2 separate regions of the Macaca mulatta genome follow, and region 1 is linked to region 2. Evidence: chromatin contacts called from public Hi-C data. All regions are on one chromosome and are shown on one strand. The core of a region is the stretch at or near the end of the contact, and the rest is flanking DNA. Distances in the headings are between cores, read along the strand shown. Region 1 holds the start of ZNF267 (zinc finger protein 267). Region 2 holds the start of LOC714758 (KRAB domain-containing protein 5).

The links. A called contact is a pair of places that touch in the nucleus more often than the background predicts.
Region 1: a contact with region 2 is called in a Hi-C map of cortical neurons, with 1.9 times the contacts expected there. The contact joins the promoter of ZNF267 here to the promoter of LOC714758 in region 2. A contact is called at or near these places in 3 of 14 Hi-C or Micro-C datasets (CD4 T cells, cortical neurons and fetal cortex germinal zone).

The regions. Positions count from the first base shown.
Region 1 is chr20:30,510,485-30,513,184 of T2T-MMU8v2.0, forward strand. It overlaps ZNF267 (zinc finger protein 267), which reads left to right and starts at 1,338. Exons shown (of 4, transcript NM_001278474.1): 1 at 1,338-1,518. The coding sequence starts at 1,516.
Region 2 is chr20:30,417,566-30,420,265 of T2T-MMU8v2.0, forward strand. LOC714758 (KRAB domain-containing protein 5) reads left to right here and starts at 1,277. Exons shown (of 6, transcript XM_077986030.1): 1 at 1,277-1,447. LOC144338016 reads left to right here. Exons shown (of 5, transcript XM_077986031.1): 5 at 1-2,700.

The sequences.
Region 1 (2,700 bases), core at 88-2,587, 93 kb after region 2:
AGTCAAGCACATAGAATCCTGATTGTCAGCAATCAGGGATCTTTCTGCTTTGGGGAGGGAAGTATTTGTTCCACGCGTCTCACTGAATAAGGCACAGCGCCTAAACTGTCCCAACTGGGAGTTTAACCAAGCTAGATGGGGGCCTAGGGCCCTGGCCCAGTCTGACACCCACCTCCTCTCCCACCTTCTACTCAGCGGGAAGACTAGGAGAATCTGAAAGCAGAGGTGCTGCAGCGCCACTAGCTCCAAGACTCCAGAAAAACAGGGATAGGGCATTCTGGCAGGTCAAGGCGGACAGAATACTTGAGCTCAGGAGTTGGAGAACTGACTAGTAACCTGTAGCCCCAGCTACTTGGGAGGCTAAGGTGGAAGGATCGCTTGAGCTCAGGAGATCGAGACGAGCCTGGGCAACATGGTGAAACCTTATCTCTACAAAAAATACAAAAATCAGCCGGGCATGGTCGCATGTTCCTGTAGTTCCAGCTACTCAGGTGGCTGAGGTGGGAAGATTGCTTGAGCCCGGGAGGCTGCAGTGAGTCATGATTGCACACTGCACCAGCGTGGGCAATAGAGTGAGACCCTGTCTCAAAACAAAAACAAAAACCAGAGGAGGAGTCCATGGCCACTGAGCCTGAGCCAGCAGGGCCCAGAGGAACTGAGCTCCCAGCCCTGTCGCTGCCAAGGACCCTTCTTCCCTGAGCTTGAAGGGATTGAGAAGGAGAGACAGACGGACAGTCAGCGGGCCCCTTGCCAGTGATGCAGACTCCAGGAGACGGGGACAGAGTTGTAGATTAGAAGAAGAGGCCAGCCCCTCTTCCACGTTCCACCACTGCCCGCAACATCCTCCTGGGACCCCAGCCTGCATGCCCCTATAAGATGCTTTTGTACTGGTTCAGTGTATGTATCATGCAAAGGCCTAATTGAAAACACGTGAATGAAGTGTACAGTCTTCTGTTCCCAGCTGAGGGGCCCCCTCCCACGGTGGCGTTAGCAGTGGGGTACAGTGTGGTACGGGATGAGGGTCTTTCTTGCTTTAAAGGTGTCTAAATGTACTTCTTAATTAGCTAATAAGATGTCTTATACAAGCAGAACCAGGTAAGGGAAAGATCAAGTGCATTTCAAGTCGCAGCTCACCCCTTAATTAGCTGTAATACCCGCGGCAGGCGGCCCCACCTCAATGAGCCAGTCTCCCTTTCAAAAAAATAAAAAATAAAAATAAAAAAACCCACTAGTAGTGAGGGGGCGGGGCATGGAGCTTTATCCAATCAGAGGCGCTGGAATGGAAACCATCCAATCAGGAGTGAAGCCGGAGAGCAGGGGCGGCTTCCGGGATTTGGCGGGGGCCTTTGTCGGCTCCAGTTAGAGGTCGGGTCTCCTCATCACGGCCTTGAGTCTTTAGTTCTGGGAGGCCCAGGCAGCTTCACGTTCTGAGAATAAACAGTCTCTGTTGTTCTGTGACCTGCAGGCACTGGGAGATCCGTAGCTAAGACGCCAGAGCATCCCGGAAGCTGGGAAATGGTGAGTGTGGGGGTCGGGGGTCCCCAGAGTGGGGAAGGGGGTGGTCGGAAGCGGCCAGAACCCGCTGTAGGGGCACCCGGGCCTCCCCGCAGTCAGCTCCGGGGTCTGGTCCCCGAGTCCCAGCGGGCGCAGCTCGGCCCTCGGTCTCCTCCGCTGCAAGATGGCCGCCAGGCCGGCAGCCGGGACCCCTCGCGTCCTGTCCCGTCCCGTCCCGACCCCGCAGAGCGACCTCGGCCCTGGCCAGAGCCCTCTCTGGGCGGCTCCGCGCCGCAGCCCCCCGTCTCCCCCAGATTGTGCGGTGAGGACGGGAGCGTCTCAGGGGAGACCCAGGTTCGGTGTGTGGTTCGTGTGTGGGGAGAAACTGCCCCGTGGGGTCCTCAGTCACTCCTTTCTCCTATTAAGAATTAAAGGGAGTCACTGTTAAAACGTTGAAGAATTTGAGCAAATAGCGATTTGTGACGTGGGAAACCTGCAGTCCTGGTTTGTGGTTCGGAGGTCCCCACAGGGGCTTGAAGGAAATGTTTTTTATAAGGTGCATGAGTAAGCGGACCAAATTAACCGATGGGTTACAGTTCTGTAGTTGCCTTATTTAGACTATGCAGGTGGAGGTGAATTGGAGCTTTGTGGTTCGTTAAGTCTGAATTTTGTTTTCCCCTAAAGTTGTAATTTACAAGAAATGCATGTGAGTTTGGTTTTGGTTTTTCTTCCTAGAAACCTGGGGCACTATAACTACTTCCGTATAATCGCCTGCTCGTTAATCATCTTAACACTGCCCAGGGGAACTGGTTTTCCCCTGCGGTTTCCTAACGTGTGTGGCACGCAGAGTTTCAAATCCACCACTGTGTTCTCCCAGTCTAACGGGGCTTGCAGTAAAATATTAAATTTCCAGTTCCTTCCCGACATTTCCAAAGGCTAACTTCCCCTCTCCAATTCACAACATTATTAACTACTGGTCATTTACTGTACATTTCATATAGAGTATTTTATTCATTAATCATGATTTCACAGAGCAGTGGATGACACTTTTTTAAAGATTTGTGTTATTTTGGTATACATTTCACATGAGAGGAAAGAGAGAATAAAAAAGTCCCTGACACTCCACTGCAAAAAAATCTTTGTGCCTCTTTTTCATTCATCTTCCCTAGGCACAGATACGTTATCAGAAAGAATGTCTTTTGACTT
Region 2 (2,700 bases), core at 27-2,526:
ATTTCACATCGGAATGAAGTGAGGTTTTGAAACCTGCTTCCCCAGCCTCTGGATTGTGAGGGCTGTTGTCCCGCAGGTTACCAGGAGAGGCATATGTATAAATTAGCTCATATTCAAGGTTATGCTTATAATGCCATCTGAGTGGGAGGTAAGAGGGTGGAGTCACAGGCACTCAGCTGGGATTTGCCTGGCCCACTCACTAGACTCATGGGATTGTGGCACAGGTGAACATCCCCTGTCATTGGAGGAAAAAGTCTGGAGTGCAGGGCGGGTGGGGGATGGGTGCTAGGCTGTGGGGTCAGGCCCTGGGCACGGTGGACCTGTTAGGTCACTGAGCATCTGGGCACCTGCTCCTGTCCCTTCAGTTGAAGTGAGGTTGGCAGCACTCCCCAGAAGGCGTGCAGTGCTGGGAGAGTGGAGGAGGGTCTGACGTTTGCCATCCTGTGGTAGGTTTTAGAGCTCACTAGACGCTTGTGGAGAGCTAATGACATGGGAAGAAGGCAGCCCGCCTTGATGGACCGTAGGGATAGAGCCTGCGATGTGAGAAACGGGTGTGTGGAGGCGGCCTGTCTACAAGAGGGAAGTTTAAGGCTCATTGCAGTGGCACCATCTCAGCTCACTACAGCTGGTGGCTGATGCCAGGCCATCCCTCTCCAGAGCAGGGAGGCCCTCGGCCTCATGTATAATTGAATGCCTTTTGGGACGCTTGGATCGTCCTTTATTTCTTGCAAATTCAGAGAAGAAAAAAAAAATTACAATCCTCATGTCCATTAGTTTCCCTGACCCCGAGATTTTAAGTGACAGCCAAGGGAAGCCTCCATTACCTTGGCCATTGAAGCCTCCTGCGTGCTCCCCCAAACCCCAGCAGTTCCCTCTGCAGTCCCACAGTTATGTCCTGAGCAGTGGGGTACCGTGCGATGAGAGGGGCTAAGGGATGGGATGAAGGTCTTTCTTGTGTTATTAGAACGGTTAAAAAGTTGTTTTAAAGGTGTCCAAATGCCCTCCTTCTTAAACCTAATTAGATAATAAGATGCCTTATACAAGCAAAACCAGGTACGGGAAAGCAAGTGCATTTCAAGTCCCAGCTCACCCCTTAAATTAGCTGTAATACTCTCAGCAGGCGGCCCCACCTCAATGCCTGTCTCCCATTCAAAAACAGAACTAATGAGGGGGCGAGGCCTGGAGCTTTACCCAATCAGTGGCGTTGGAGTGGAAATCGTCCAATCGGGAGCAGCCGGAGACCAGGGGCTGCTTCTGGGATTTGGCGGGGGCCTTTGTTGACTGCAGTGAGAGCTGGGTCACTTCACCAGGGTTCCGAGTCCTTCCACCTGGGAGGCCCAGGCAGCTTCGCGTTCTGAGAACAGACGGAACCTCTGTTGCTCTGTGACCTGCAGGCACTGGGAGCTCCGTAGCTAAGACGCCAGGACATCCCGGAAGCTGGGAAATGGTGAATGTGCCAGGTCGGGGGTCCCCAGAGGAGTGAGAGGGGCGGTCGGAAGCGGCGGGAACCCGCTTTGGGGGCACCCGGGCCTCCCCAAGGTCAGCTCCGTGGTGTGGGCCCCGGGTCCCCGCGGGCGCAACTCGGCCCTTGGTTTCCTCCGCCGCAAGATGGCGGCCGGGTCGGCAGCCGGGACCCCGTGCGTCCTGTCCGGTCCCGACGCCGCAGAGCGACCTGGCCCTGGCAGGAGCCGTCTTTGGGCAGCTCTGTGCTGCAGCCCCGCGTCTCCTCAGATTGTGCGGTGAAAACGTGAGGGTCTCAGGGGAAACCCCGGGTCGGTGTGTGATTCGTGTGTGGGAAGATACTGTGCCCCATGGTGTCCCAGTCTCCTTTTTCCTCTTACAAATTAAAGGGACTTACCCTTAAAGCGTGGAAGGGTTTATTTGGGCAAACAGCGATTGGTGAAATGGGAAGCCTGCCGCCGTGGTTTGTGGTTTAGGGTCCTCTGAAGCGGCGATTTCAAAATCCCAGGGCTTAGCTTGGAAATGCTGCTGGGGAAAAGAAACGGGCAATCTCTCTTCCACTATGGCTGTAGAAAACGAATACATTTCCACAGAAAGTGTGCTGGATTAATTGGTCAATTACAAACATTCATTAAAACGTCAGGGCCTCTCTTTTGCAGTGGAGGATTTGTGACAGTGGATATCTCTGTTCCATATTCTACTGCTAACTGGATGTCCGAGTTTAATGCCAGATTTTATGAGACAGAACTTGGCACCTCCTAGAAGTGTTCACAGATACTAAATTTTCTGCTGTTATGGAAATAATTAAATGACATGTTTCGTGCCCGAAAGAGGTATTGTGGCCTTACCTGTTGAAGTATAAAGTGTAAGTGCCTTACCGTTTCCTTCCTTTCTATAAAAACGGTGTTTGAGTGATTTATGCTGTTTTCCTGAAACCTGTTAGGTCACTGAACATCTAACTGGCTGGGCACCTGCCCCTGTCCCTTCACTTGAAGTAGGATTGGCAGCACTCCCCAGAAGGCGTGCAGTGCCAGGAGAGTGGAAGAAGGCCTGACGTTTGTTATCCTGGGGTAGGTTTTAGAGCTCGCTGGATGCTTGTGGAGAGCTGATGAGATGGGAAGAAGGCACCCCACCTTGATGGACCTGAGAGACAGAGCCTGCGAAGTGAGAAGCGGGCCTGTGGAATAACCCTGATAAGGCATAGAAGACCTCAGTCTTACTTGAGCCTGCAAAAGGAGG